Regions from separate parts of the Muntiacus reevesi genome. Here region 1 is linked to region 2. A link is a contact called in public Hi-C data. All regions are on one chromosome and are shown on one strand. The core of a region is the stretch at or near the end of the contact, and the rest is flanking DNA. Distances in the headings are between cores, read along the strand shown. Region 1 holds the start of PDE7A (phosphodiesterase 7A). Region 2 holds the start of RRS1 (ribosome biogenesis regulator 1 homolog).

What was found. Hi-C and Micro-C count contacts between places; a contact is called where the count stands out from the background.
Region 1: a Hi-C map of muscle shows a contact between it and region 2, with 9 times the contacts expected there. The contact joins the promoter of PDE7A here to the promoter of RRS1 in region 2. A contact is called at or near these places in 2 of 3 Hi-C or Micro-C datasets (blood and muscle).

Annotation. Positions count from the first base shown.
Region 1 is chr12:48,669,933-48,672,872 of mMunRee1.1, reverse strand. PDE7A (phosphodiesterase 7A) reads right to left here and starts at 1,454. Exons shown (of 16, transcript XM_065903554.1): 1 at 1,185-1,454. The coding sequence starts at 1,322.
Region 2 is chr12:48,210,054-48,213,147 of mMunRee1.1, reverse strand. RRS1 (ribosome biogenesis regulator 1 homolog) reads left to right here and starts at 1,619. Exons shown (of 1, transcript XM_065902863.1): 1 at 1,619-3,094. The coding sequence starts at 1,716. The coding sequence ends at 2,813.

The DNA.
Region 1 (2,940 bases), core at 205-2,704, 460 kb before region 2:
TCATTAGCATACCACTTTGTCCCGTGAAAGAAGTCTGATTTTAAATAAAAACAATTCAGAGAAATCCAAATATAGGCTTCTGCTCTCTCTCTCCAAACTATTTAGGCAAAGAAGCAAATGACAAATATTTACCGGACACACCTACTCTAAGAAATCTCTGTTGGGTGCCATCCACTGTACCAGTAAAAACAAAAAGAAATACAGACCGGGCTCAAGTTATTTACAATATACCTGGGGGGCGGGGGGGAGATATGCTCCCATAAAAGAAGCTAATACTAGTCAACAGGAAAAATAAACATATGTGACAAAATGTGATCATGAACATGTAACGTTCTGGCAGCAGAAATGGACGGCACTCAGTTCAAATGTAAACAAAATTCTTTTGTACTCCCTATTTTAAATCTGGCAATCAAAATCTGCCAGAAATAAGAGGCTGTGCCAACAGAATCAAAAAACCAAAAATTTCAGGATCAACTGATACTGGACCATTCAAAACAAAGTCTTCCTGTGAGTACTCCATCAGTAGTTTTTCTCTTAATAATCTTCTTATCAAATTAAAAACAAAACTGATTCCTGGCTATCAACTTTCCGGAAACCGAAGCTTTGAGGAGGCACTCTGAATACTTGTTTCTCTGACCTCACTCAGGGTCCATCCACAGAGTCGAATAAGTAGGGAGACGAGCAACCGAGAATCGGCCTATTGTTCGGAGAAGTGCAGGACCGTCCCAGCACCGCGGGGCGCGCGGGAGGCGCAAAGCCAGCACAGGTGTAGGGGTGAGGGGTGGCCAGGTGTGCCCAGGACCACAAGTAAGGAGGAGAGAGGCCCAACTGCCAGACTGAGACGTCGAGAAAAGGAAGACGACTTAAGGCATTCCAGACCCTTAAGCCGCTGAGCACAGAGTGGGGCACGCCTGGGGAGGGTACGAAGGGGCTCCCAGAGCCCACCCGGCTCCAGCCTTGGGCAGGCCGGGGTGGGGGGTGGGGTGAGGCTTGAGTCCCGAGGATCAAAGAAAAGCCTCTCGAATCGAGGCGGTCAGCCTAGACATCCCCAAACAACGGGCAGTGCTGGTCGTGGGGGTGAACGGCGAGGACTGGGGAGTAGGGGTCGCGGAGGTGAAGCCAGGTGGAAGGAGAGAAACAAAAGAGCAGCCCCCAAGTGTGGGGCCCCCGGCGGCGGCGTTTACCTGGGAGAGCTGCCGGGGATTGGGGCAGCCGAAGAGCGCGGAGCTGGAACTGAAGCTGATGGCTCCTCGGCGGCTGAGGACGTGCTGGGGGACCGGCCTGTCCAGAGGCAGCACCGGCAGCTGGTAACATACTTCCATTGAATACGCCCGCCCTGCCCCCGCGCGGCGCCCGCCCTGCCGCGGCCGCCGGCCCCTGCGCTGGGAAGGGGCCGCGGCTCGGGGGCGCCGGGCCGAGGCAGGGGCAGGGCGGGCGGGCGCCGACCCCGGGCCGGGAAGCCGCGCTCACGCCTCCCCCACCCCAACACTCCGCCTGGGCCGCCGGCGGGAAGGCGCTGCGGTGGCCGCGGCGACAGTTAACGAAGACCAGCGCGCGCCCGGCTCCCGGGGTGCAAGCGAGGGCAGCACCCGCCAAGTCGGAGGGGGAACCCCGGCGTCCCCAGGCTGTTCGGCCCAGAGGAGAGGGTCCGGGGCGGGGGGTGGGGGGGCAGCGGAGCAGGAGCGAAGCAAAAACAGAGCAAAGAGGTGCAAAAACACACAGCTGGAGCCAGCAGCGAGACCCAGCGCGCGCGGGGCTTGGATGCAGGCACCAGCTCCGGCCGCGGTCCTGCCCCCTCCCCTCCCCTCCCCCGGAGCCTGACTTCACTCCGCCGCCGGCGCGAGCCCGGCGTAATTCACACTTTGCAGCCGCGGACCCTGCGCCAACCACGGCCGCCGCCACCGTGACGTCACGACGCCGCGCCGCAGGCCCCGCGCCGCCGCAGCGCCCAGGGAGCCGGGCTAGCGGTGGTGGGGTTGAGCCGCCCTCCCCCGGGGCCGTACCTCGGGGCTCACTCACCGTTCCCTCCCGCTGCCCTCCTCCCCGACCCATCCTTGTACTGCAACACGCCACCGCCCCGGCCAAGGCGCGTGCGCACGAGGCCCCATCGTGTGGGGACATTCCCCCTGATCGCTAAACTCTGGTGTTGGGGCGCTCTGAGGGTGTGGGGTGGGTTCTGCCTACGCGGGAGGCGCGATTCCGGCCTTTTCGCTTCGGAAACCCCAAGCACGCGGCCCAGTCGCAGCGCTCAGCCCTGACCGCCGGGTCACCGCCGTGTTTCCCTCCTTGAATTCCCATCCTTGGGCTTCGTTGGGAACCGCTGCGGCAGTGACGTCGGCGGGCCGCGCGGGCTCCGGACTCCCCTCTACGTCACTGTCAGCACCCCGGGAGGGTCGGGGTCGAGCGCGCTCCTGGCAGCTACGGGCCCCGGGGCCGTCCCGGGTGGAGGGGCTGAGAGCAGAGCCCAGTAAAGCGGGCGTGAGCAGGGGCCGAGGGGTTGGAGGGAAAACACCCGAGACTGAGAAAGAAGAAGTGAGAGTATGCATTGGAAAAAATGAGAAGAATGAAAATGAGAAGACAAAGGGGGAAAAGAGACTGCCCGCCCTTTACCAAATGTGTTTGTTTCTTGGCTTCGATTTTTAGAAGGCAGGAGGAAGAAAACTCTTGACCTGAGTTGTAGACTGCAGGTTTATTTTGTCACGTTTCTCCCCAAACCATGGAAGCTTTTCAGCTTCAACCCTTTGTTTCAAGTGCATTCCAGCTTCTGGGACATCAGCCTAAACCAGCTCTCCCCGGTTGGCAAAATTGCTTGAGCTCTGCTCTCAGGGGACCCACCCTTCCACTTACGTGCTATGACCAGCCACTGGCAAGGTGGCAGGTCTTTGAACGTACTGGATAGCCGGTTCGGATGAGATCAGATATCTTACGCTCATGATTCCA
Region 2 (3,094 bases), core at 370-2,869:
GCAACCCACTCCAGTATTCTTCCCTGGAGAATTCTATGAACAGAGAAGCCTGGCGGGCTACAGTCCACGGGGTCTCAAAGAACTGGATTCAACTGAGCGACTAACACTTTCACTTTCATGGCTTCCTCGGAGGCTCAGATGGTAAAGAAGCTGCCTGATGTGGGAACCCAGACCCTGGTTCGATCCCTGGGTCAGGAAGATCCCCTGGAGAAGGGAATGGCAACCCACTCCAGTATTCTTGCCTGGAGAATCCCATGGACAGAGGCCCATGGAGTAGCAAAGAGGTGGAGACCACTGAGTAGCTAACTCTTTTCATTTCCATTCATCACTAAGATATTTTCTTAAAATGAAGGTTCTGAGTCATAACATCTGGGCTAAAGCCAGAGATTCTGCATTTCTAACAAGCTCCCAGATGATGCTGTACTGCTGGTCAACAGAACACACTTTTCGAGTATCAAGAGTCTGGAAGACATTGCAGAGAATATGTATGCAGTCTTAGAGCCAGAGTTTAGATCCCTCTCCCTCTTGCGCCCACACTTCCTGGCTGTATAACCTTAGACAAGTCATTTTACTTCTCTGAACCTGCTTCGGTCATCAGTGGAATATAGTGAATAACAATAGCCAACACTTATTGAATGTTTACACTGTACCAGGAACTAATGCTTCATATTCATCAACTTATGAATAGGACTTAAGTTAAAAAACCTGACCAATGTGGGTACAAGAAACCCAGATCTTATTTTAGGTAGCTTGATTCAAGAACCTAGTGTTTAATCACTGTATAAGACTGCCTTTTCAGCAGAGTTCCCAGAGCCATGATGAGGATTAAATAATAATTGGTCTTTAGCTCACATTTATTGAGCACTCATATGCTCAAAACCCCAGTGTAAGCTCCCTTGGGAGCATATTAACTCATTTATCTTCACAGCAGACCTGGGAGGTAGTATTTGCAATCCCATCTTACAGGTTTAAAAACAGGCGCAAACAAGTTATACAGCCGAAGGTCAAACACCAGAGCGGTCAAGCTCGGAACCCAGGCGGTCTCACAGCAGAGCCCCGCGCTCTTCTGCCATCAGCCAGGAGAGGAGGTGGCCCCTGGCTCCGGGGACCAGACTTGAGGTCGGCAGGATGGGGGCACAGCCACGCCACCTTCAGGGCGGTCTAACCGCCAGGCCCGCTTGCTCCCAAAATAAACCCAAGTCTCCGTTTCCACTTAGCTTTCTGTACATCCCCGGGTGAAGTGCCCACACCCGGGGGCACACCATGAACAGGTGTCAGGGCTCTGGTGAAAATGACTGGCTAAACATCTTGAGAACTGACTTTCTACACGCACTAAAACTAACACCGTCGCTCCGGGGCCGCCTTAGTCCGCGGCCCCCAAACTTGCCCCACTCGAACAGGACCACTTCCTCCCGCAGCTTCATCCTAGCCAAGGTCCCAATCAGGCCTCGGAATTCGCAGACTCGGCTCCGCCTACCTCCGGCTCCACCCCAAGGGCCGCCTCTAATCTCATCTGTTCTCCAACACCGCCCTCTGCCGGCCATTCCTCGGGTAGCCCACTCCATGAGCCCCTTCCGGGTGCCCCGGAAGCGGAACTTTCTCTTCCGGGCCGAGCGTCCGGGAGGCCGCACGTGTCTGTGGTGCCACGGTTTTAACTCCTGTGGAGTAGACGTGACTGGAACCGTCTCCCAGAGGCAGCGAGCCGATTCGGAGCTATGGAGGGTCAGAGCGTGGAGGAGCTGCTGGCAAAGGCGGAGCGGGACGAGGCAGAGAAGCTACAGCGCATCACGGTGCACAAGGAATTGGAGCTGGAGTTCGACCTGGGTAATTTGCTGGCCTCTGACCGGAACCCCCCGACCGGGCTGCGGCACGCGGGACCCACACGGGAGGCCGAGCTGAAGGCCCTGGCGCGGGACAACACGCAGCTGCTCATCAACCAGCTGTGGCAGCTGCCTACCGAGCGCGTGGAGGAGGCACTGGTGGCACGGCTGCCGGAACCCAGCACTCGTCTGCCGCGCGAGAAGCCGGTGCCCCGGCCGCGGCCGCTTACTCGCTGGCAGCAGTTTGCGCGCCTCAAGGGTATCCGTCCCAAGAAGAAGACCAATCTGGTGTGGGACGAGGTGAGCGGCCAGTGGCGCCGCCGCTGGGGCTACCAGCGCGCCCGCGACGACACCAAGGAGTGGCTGATCGAGGTGCCGGGCAATGCCGACCCCATGGAGGACCAGTTCGCCAAGCGGATTCAGGCTAAGAAGGAACGGGTGGCCAAGAACGAGCTGAACCGGCTGCGTAACCTGGCCCGCGCGCACAAAATGCAGCTGCCCAGCGCGGCCGGCATGCACCCTACCGGACACCAGAGTAAGGAGGAGCTGGGCCGCGCCATGCAGGTGGCCAAGGTCTCCACTGCCTCTGTGGGGCGCTTCCAGGAGCGCCTGCCCAAGGAGAAGGCGCCCAGGGGCTCCGGCAAGAAGAGGAAGTTTCAGCCTCTTTTCGGGGACTTTGCGGCCGAGAGAAAGAGCCAGTTGGAGATGCTTCGAGTGATGAACAGCAAAAAGCCTCAGTTGGACATTACGAGGGCCACCAATAAGCAGATGAGAGAGGAGGACCAGGAGGAGGCGGCTAAGCGGAGGAAAATGAGTCAGAAGGGCAAGAGAAAGGGGGGCCGACAGGGTCCTGGGGGGAAGAGGAAAGGGAGCACGCCCAGCCAAGGAGGGAAGAGGAAAGGGGGTTTGGGAGGCAAGATGAGTTCCGGGCCTCCCGGCATGAGTGGCAAGAGAAAAGGGGGGCAACACCAAGGAGGAAAGAGGAGGAAGTAAATTTCATGCTTGGACCTTCTCCTAAATCAAGAACTGTACTTAATGCTAAGTTCTAGATACAGTACCCAGATGCACAAAATTTGGCCACTGCCTTCATTGAGCTTGAAGTTAAAGGGCCAGGTCTGCCCTCCTCTGAAGATGATATGTAAATGTTGGACTGGACAAATTAATGTATTTCTCACAACTAAAACTGGCTGGAGATTAGAGGTTGTATTTAAGGATATCTGATTTAGGGAAAGAATCTGTGAAAACTAGGAATGAGTTTTACTTTTAAGCAGACT